Linked DNA regions of Mus musculus: region 2 is linked to region 1. A link is a contact called in public HiChIP or PLAC-seq data. All regions are on one chromosome and are shown on one strand. The core of a region is the stretch at or near the end of the contact, and the rest is flanking DNA. Distances in the headings are between cores, read along the strand shown.

Region 1 (3,906 bases), core at 373-2,872:
AAATGGTAAGGTTGCTTCTGGGAATGTGGTGACTACATGGTATGTAGAGTGCCTGGGGGGTGGGGAACAGTACACCATTGTGGCATGAATGGACTCAAAGCTCCCACAAACTGTAGAATATAAGGGTTGTGTGCAGGATGCCTTCTGTTTGACCTAACAAACCTGTTCTTTTCATTTGTATCTTACCCTGAGCTCTCTTTTGTCATTTGACTTACTGTTGTATTTGGTCAGTGGAGACCCACGATGAGCTAGGGGCTGCTTCCTCTCTGGTTATCTTGGCCTGGCTCTGGCCCTTGAAAAGGCAAGGAAGATTCTGATGTTCCAGATTCTGGTAGCTGTTGTATTTCTACTTCTGTGCATGTTGTTTGTCACCCTTGACTATACCATTATCAGGTAAAACATTTTGCACCGTGACTTTGAATTATCATTTTTTGAGGGTGCCTTCTCTGATACTTAGTGATATAAGGTGTGTGTGTACGTGTGTGTGTGTTTCTTACCTCACAGATTCCTCTGATCCACAATCCTTCCTTTATTTTTGTTTTCAATCACTGTGACTTAGGAAGGAGTGTCTGTCCTTTTTCAGATCCTAGAGTGGGCCAGGAGGTAACTTGGCATTATTGGGATGATCCTCTCTAACCACAGTCCAGCGAAGAGAATTTTGGTTTTTGAACTAATTTTGTTCAGTGCTACTCAGCTCCCAGACCACACTCACTTGAACAAGGGGCTGCCTTTTCCCTGTAAGTGCTATGCTGGTGCGGCAAAGGCAAGGGGCTCCCTGTGACCTTGCTCATCACGTAAGGGATCGTGCCAGGACTGATGCAATTTTAGATTTACAAAGGTTCAGTCATAAAATGATGTGTATTTGTGGAATTGCTTCAAGACTGTCATCTCTTATATTCTTGCCATAGCTCTATGGTCTAACTTACTGTGTCTTGGATTAAAAAGATGTTAAACTAAATCATGTCATAAGATGTTTGAGGTATAGAAACCAATAGAGTAAGTGAATAGAGTTAGAGCATTATTTTGGGAGCAGGTTAACAAGAAAGCATTAAAAAGGACCCAGGACCTCTGTGCCTTATGGACTGTGATGTGTTCTCATTGCTTAGTAACATTCATTAGATGGCAGAGAGATGGAGAGAGGTATTCAATGGTACACGGTTTGTTAGCATCTTTAAATGCACTTTCCAATTCACTAAAAAGTAACACTTTTAAAATATATTATCACCTGTCATGTGGAATAAAGGAAGAATTCATTCATTTAAAGTGGCTCAAAACTTCTTAGCTTGTATTTATAAATCCTGACAAATATAAAGAAGATTCAAACAAACAAACAAACAAACAAACAATAAAACAACAGTGGTTAAGAAAACAATGTACTAGCTCGTAGATTTAAGATATATTTTAGCATCTCCAGACATGTTTCAAAGCAAACAGGAAAGTTACCTACAGCTTCTTGTCAAAGCATGCGCCTTAATTACTCCTTTGATTTGAAGCAGTTTATTTGCAGTGTCTTCCCCTGCTTCTTCTCTGCTGCTCAAGCTGCCCTGGGAAGGATCCGGGCTCCCCCAGGTGCTGGCAATCACTATAGAATGACTTCATAGTCCTGACCTCCCCACCCCCATGCCAGCAGCTGGCCTCAGCAGCTGCTCATGGTTACTGGCAGAGTCATTTCATTCATGCTCTGGGACAGCTGCTTGGGGTGGTGGCAAGTGTTTCTTTGGCTGTGGACAAAGGCCAGGTTCTACCTGCAGCTGCTTCAGAGATCTTCTAGATTTTCCACAGCTGGACAGGAGTACAGAGCTCAGACAGCCCCTTGCTCTTGCATCTGCCACTTAAGGGATCTCATGAAAGTCCTGATTCAATTACCATACCCTTGTCATCTGCCTAACTGATAGTGTGCAGTAGATACTGGAAAATTCAGGCAGTGAGCTTATTTAGTTTATTACTCTTCCTTTGAATGTAATGACTGTATTTAATGAGATTTCTGTACAATTCAAAGTAACGTGGAAGAATTGGCCTCTAAATTTAACTGCTTGGTCTGGTGGTTTCTGGCTTTGGCTACTCATTGCAACACTGGAAGCTGAAGCAATGCAAATGCCAAAGCTCACACTTAGAGATTCTGATTTTGATGGTTCAGGGAAGGTGGCAGCCTGAGCAACAGGATGCTACAAAGCTGCCCGGTGATATCTCTCTTAATCCACAGGTAAGAATCACTATCCCAGTTTGATCAGTGGCTAGGGTATAGCCTAGAATTAGGGCAGGTCTAGAGGCTCCATCTGTCAGCACTGGCCTTGGGGTATGCACTTTTGGATTCTACTTGGTGAGTTTCATTATCGTATCTTTAGCACCAGGTTTCATACCACAAATTTTGCCTCCCTGTTTGCCCCTGCCTTAGAAGGTGAAATTTTGCTTTTCTGATACTACCAAAGGTTGGCAAGAGGATACAGGAGACAGACCCTTGGTTGCTAGAATACAAAGTTTCTGTAGGCTTAGTTCACAGGGAGCTTCCTGGTGGCAAGAACCATAGGGCTCTGTGTAGCCTCGAGTTTCATCATGCTGGACCTAGTTCAGATCGCCTTCCCTCTTCCTAGTCCAAGCAGAAGAAGAAATCTTTCTCTAAGCTTTGTTGTTTGGATTTGAGAGACGGAGAGAACATTTTTCTTTCTGTATTTTTCAACATTATTAAAAACCTCACACTGTGGTCTCTTCCCCGACTCCTTTGGCTAATGGTCTCTGCGGACAGATGTTCACAGAAGTGTCCAGTTTTTGTCCCTTCTGATGTTTTAATTCTTTTCTTAATTTGTTATTGTTCCTGCCCACTGTGGCTTGCCTCCATTTAGGAAAAACCTTGAGGAGATGAGAAACTAAGACAAACACCAGCTCTCTTATTATATCCATTTCAAAATGATGTTCTATTCTGGTAGGTTATGATTCTTAGAAAAATTGAAAGGCTTAAGTAATTAAAAATGCCCTTCCATGGAGGCAAAGCAGGAAGGATAACTCAGAGGAGGCCTCTTGCTCACCTACTGTAATTTGGAGAAATTAAACAATAAATGAAAATGTCTGTGATGTTATGAAGAAATCAGAAAGTCTAATAAACAAATAAAGCTTGCAATTAGGAGTAGTAAAAAGTAATTAGCAGGCAATGTTCTTTTCACTTTTCCATGCTCTCTTTGGGCCATGAAAATGAAGCTATAAATAAATGAAAGAAGGGTGATTTTATTTTAATGTCTAGCTGACTTCTCAAGCATCTTTGATTAGACATCAACAGTGAATATGCCCTCAAAGTTATCTTGAATGTTTGATGGACATAGTATTCTGTATTGCTAACATGACACAAAGAGTCTGTGCTGGAACACTGGAGTGAAATGTTTCCTCTTCTATACCACTCAAGAAAAATGAAAAAAAATAGAGTGGTGTGAAGTTTTTTCAGTGCTGAGAGAGTTGAATCACAGTTCTATACAACTTATTTCCCTATATGATGACTTGACTCAAAACTTCATTGCATTTCTGTGGGCTGAGTTGCAGATCACCCTAAATAAGCACTGGATAAGCTATCCAAGTTTGGTCTATAAAGTTTGAAAAAAACTCCTGATTAGGTACAGATAATGAACATATACCATAACTTACTATTACCATTAAGTACTATCACTCAGAGGAGAATAGATTACTGGACAGAAAAGCTAAGTTGTCTGGACCCAACCCATGGGAAGGTTTCTGATCTAAGCTAAGTGTTGGATTCCAGACGAGATGCTACTCCTGGTAACAGAATGGTGGGGGAAAGCTTTCTGCTGAAGATTGTGGTCTATGGAGACAGACGAGGATGCAAATCCCAGCATCCATCAGATTAGAGCTTCTAAATCTCCATGTTCCTCCATAAAACAGGATTTGTATTACTCTGGTTAT
Region 2 (3,906 bases), core at 425-2,924, 350 kb after region 1:
CATCTAACTTAATCTTCAGCCTTTTCCAAAACTTGCATGTTTACAAATTGACATGAAATAAAGGACACTATCTATTCATCAGAGAAGTGTATTCTGTGAATAATAAAAATGCTGGGCTTGGGAATAACTACTACCTCATCTACTTTGAAGGATTCTTGGGACTGAGGTTGTACTGAGTACCTCTGCAAACAACTTGAATGGAATTTGTTCTGGGAGATTCTTAACTGTATGAGAATCTCTGATGAGCATGACCTATGAATAAAAAAAGAGCCTCTGGCCAGTGAGATAAGACAGGAAATAGGAGGCAGAACACTGGCAGGAAGAGAGAGGATTCTGGAAGAGAGCCAGATGAGGGGAATTTGCTGTGAAGATGAACACAAGTTGAACACATTGTAACTGAGCACAGGTAACCAGCCACACTGTAGACTGTAGCCTAGAATAAATGGGATATTGTAAGTTATATCTAGTCAGAGAAGAGCCTAGCTGTATGGTCAAGGGGTGGGTAAATACAGTTTGAGTCTCAGTATTATTGCTGGGAGTCTGGGGCTGAGATAAAGAATCGGGGCTTAACTTGAACACTTCACTGTCTAAACTCCCTCGTTTTAAGCAAGAATGTGCTTCTTTATTTCATTATCGCTCTTCGAAAAGTTCAAACATATTTTAAGACTTGAACGTCCTGTAGTCAATAATGAATGGTTCCATTGATAGCCATCATATAGAAGTTGTGATGCGCTTGGTCACTGCATGTGTCACAGTTCTGTCCACCTCACAGTGACAAGGGTCCTTGGGAATTTTATATTCTGCATTGCAGGTGCAACTGTCTTTAAAAATAAGTCTGTTCCTTGATTATGTGACTTTCTCAGAGAAACAAGGAAGTCTACACACAAACTTAGTAAGTGTCACCTGGATACTATAAAGAGGAAATACTGATTAAAGAATTCAAAGCCAGGCACTAGAATTAGAGTTAACAGACATACATCCCTAGAATATAAAGTCAAATTTGGATTAAGTTCAATTGAAGAAATCACTATTGAAATTTCTTACGGACACTTTAATCTTCTTCTAAATTAAATCAGTCATTCATGAGGGGAAACCTCTGAGACAGCAGTCGCATCTGGTCGGTAGGCAGGGCTCACGACTTACAAAGTGCGGTTTGTTTTACCGAAATACGCTGTCTTCCAAACTAGCTAATTTTCTTTTAGTCTAGATTTAGAAATATAAATTTAATGTTTTTTAATAATTTGCATAAAATATTTAGTCCATACATATTTTGGATCATTTATTATTTATGTATTTATAGACACAAAACCCTTTCATATGTTGGGTAAATGTTCTGCCACTGGGCTACGTTGCCAACCCTAACTTGTGGGTTTGTAATGCAGTCAACTTTAAAACTGTTACCAAATAGGATTAGCTTAACTTTCCTGAGTCATGAGGAAAAAATTTCCCCAAGATATGTCAAATTTGACTGGCTAACCCAGACTCTAATTATAGCAGCACAGAAACTTACTTTGCATCTACACGTGAAATCCATGAATTCAGAAAGGTCAAAGACTCGAGGCTCACTTATAAGCATTCATTTTTACCATTACCAGCATATAAGCAGATAGAATGTCTCTTTTCTCTATTCTGCTCTTACTGTCAAGCCACAAATCCAGCCATGCCAAAGTACTTCCAGATTCCCCGAAGGACTTGCTGGCTCCTTTCCCAACACTAACTTTCCCATGGCTTTGCTACTTAGAATGGTCTTTGTTTTCTTCTTACATCAGGCCTCCGAGTATTTCAAGGACATTGGCTGTGTCCTCTACAGAGATTCCTCCCTGAGTCCTCTGGTGTGTGTAGGTGACATCTTTCCCCTCTCTCAGGACCCTACAGCTCTCACCATCCTGGACCTGAGTGATTTATTTCTTGTCTGCTTGGGAGCAGGGACTGTGTCATTTATCTCACCTTTGGTGGCATGCAGTGATTAATCAGTGAATGTTTACTGAAGGGATGGATACCTTTTCACTTGAAAGCTACTCTTGGCTTTCATTTTATTCGGAGTTGATTTTATCAACACGAATGGGATAAATGGTTACTCTCACCTTTTCACAGCTGGAAAGCTTACTGGGGACATGGACAAATGGTTTGCATTCCTGCCCCTCATTCACCTCGTGTGATCATTTCATGTGACCCTGGCAATGGTTGCTTCACAAACAAGGACCCTGTCATTATCCTGGCACTAGAGATGCAAACAAATAACATCTTTGTTTTCAAAGAGATGAGGTCTGAGCTGAAATGAGCAGTAAAACAAATCATCTGTGTTCCAATGAAAGAGCAGTCACTGGTCATACACAGTGAAAGAATGGGAGGGCGAATGTTAGGCCCTATTGTAGGGAGGTCAGGAACGCTCAGTGGATGAAAGAATTAGTAATTCCTGATAGCAGAAAGAACCTATGCACTGAAGGGTAAAATATAACTAACTGTGGCTTCACTGAGAGTCAGAGTGTGGTTCCAGCCCAGGTAGATGATACCTTGAGAACTTGGAATAGTGGTTTCTCTCTTGTAGAATTTTATCCAGGGCACTATAATTTTAATGAGGGTATTTGGTTTGGTAACAATTTAGTATTTTAATACCACAATTTGGAAATATGTTCTTATTGCAAGTATTTGTAGTGAGAAGCTAGTCTGTCCATTATTAAAGCTTCTTTTTTTGCTGTTGATGAATGATCCGAGTCCAAATCATGAACTGACTGTAGTCGCTGGAAGGCTTGACATCAGGATCCACCCATATGACAACAAGCTCCATCCATCTCTCTCCAGTTATAGCGAAAGCAACGTATAAACGATAAAGGCAGCCCCCGGGGTATATACTGTCCACTCCTATACATGTGTCCAATCTGTCCATGGTAAACAATGTGGTATGAGGTCAATGGAGAGGGACTTGGTATATCTTGATTATGCTGTTAATTAAACTTCAGACTTTGGACAAAAGGTAGTGTTTATAAAGCAAATACAATATCAAACAGAAAAAAACAGGGTACCAAGGCAATGTGGAAGTAATAACTTCCCAAGCCATGTGTTTCATCCTCAGACACTTGTGAGCACTCAGAACATCACAGATGCTGCCCAAGTTTTTACTGAATGAGCATTTCAGAGGTTGCTGCCATTCGGGGATCACAGAAGTCAAGCTATGGTGAAGTGGGTTTAATAAGAAGTGACCTAGTTGTGGCTTAGAGCCACCAGGCTAGGGAGGAAGGGAGTACAGACGTGATCCCACATCATCCCAAGGACACTGAGTGATCCTGCAGTGGCTTCCCCCTCAGAAACCATTGTTCTTCCTGGGAATTACATAGCTATTCATGAGAGGATTCTTCTCCACTGGGGAAGAGTGTATACAGCACGCACATGTTGACAGTGCTCTGGCACGCCGTCGCACATAATAACCCCTTCATGGTCTCTGAGTTAACAATCCGTTTTACCGACAAAACAAGATTCCGCGTTTGCTTATGATTATGTGTTAATCCTAAACACCACCATGGCAAAAGCGTTCTTTTTGTGTTTCCCATTCTCCAGGGCCTTTGCTTCCCTTACTCCTGAGCCAGACTTATTCTGTTCACATACAATTAGTGCTTAGAAATCAAATCAATCTGACTCATATCCAGTGTGCTTGATTTGGAAGGGGGCAGTTACTTGTCTAGATTTGTGAAGTGTGCAGGTTGTATTGGAAAAGAGGCTATCACTGATGAAATGTGAGACATCAGGCTGTCGCTTCTCCAATTGCCTTTCTCGATGTGGACGTATTAATTAGTGTGGTGACAGGCTGCCTGGTGACAAGCTGTCAATAAGGGTCTGCATTGCTTTTGGTGGAAGAACTCAAAAGAGAAGAGGCATTGGGCGTCTGAGGATAAATTGTTCTTTAGTGAT

The links. HiChIP or PLAC-seq counts read pairs in DNA pulled down with a chosen protein or histone mark.
Region 2: an H3K27ac HiChIP or PLAC-seq map of neural progenitor cells shows a contact between it and region 1, with 176 times the contacts expected there. The contact joins two enhancer-like sites. A contact is called at or near these places in 1 of 484 Hi-C or Micro-C datasets (embryonic fibroblasts) and 2 of 115 datasets of contacts at active chromatin or transcription factors (embryonic stem cells and neural progenitor cells).

The regions. Positions count from the first base shown.
Region 1 is chr2:78,188,114-78,192,019 of GRCm38.p6, forward strand. 4930440I19Rik (RIKEN cDNA 4930440I19 gene) reads left to right here. Exons shown (of 7, transcript NR_108098.1): 6 at 1-5. Among named protein-coding and RNA genes, the nearest start is that of Gm14461, 47 kb to the right of the region's middle. Within about 2 kb of position 1,623, at least 25 of the 459 cell types and tissues checked have an H3K27ac peak or open chromatin away from gene starts, as enhancers often do. A contact at or near this core is called in neural progenitor cells, where this site is marked.
Region 2 is chr2:78,538,362-78,542,267 of GRCm38.p6, forward strand. No RefSeq gene overlaps it. Among named protein-coding and RNA genes, the nearest start is that of Gm46750, 150 kb to the left of the region's middle. Within about 2 kb of position 1,675, at least 43 of the 459 cell types and tissues checked have an H3K27ac peak or open chromatin away from gene starts, as enhancers often do. A contact at or near this core is called in neural progenitor cells, where this site is marked.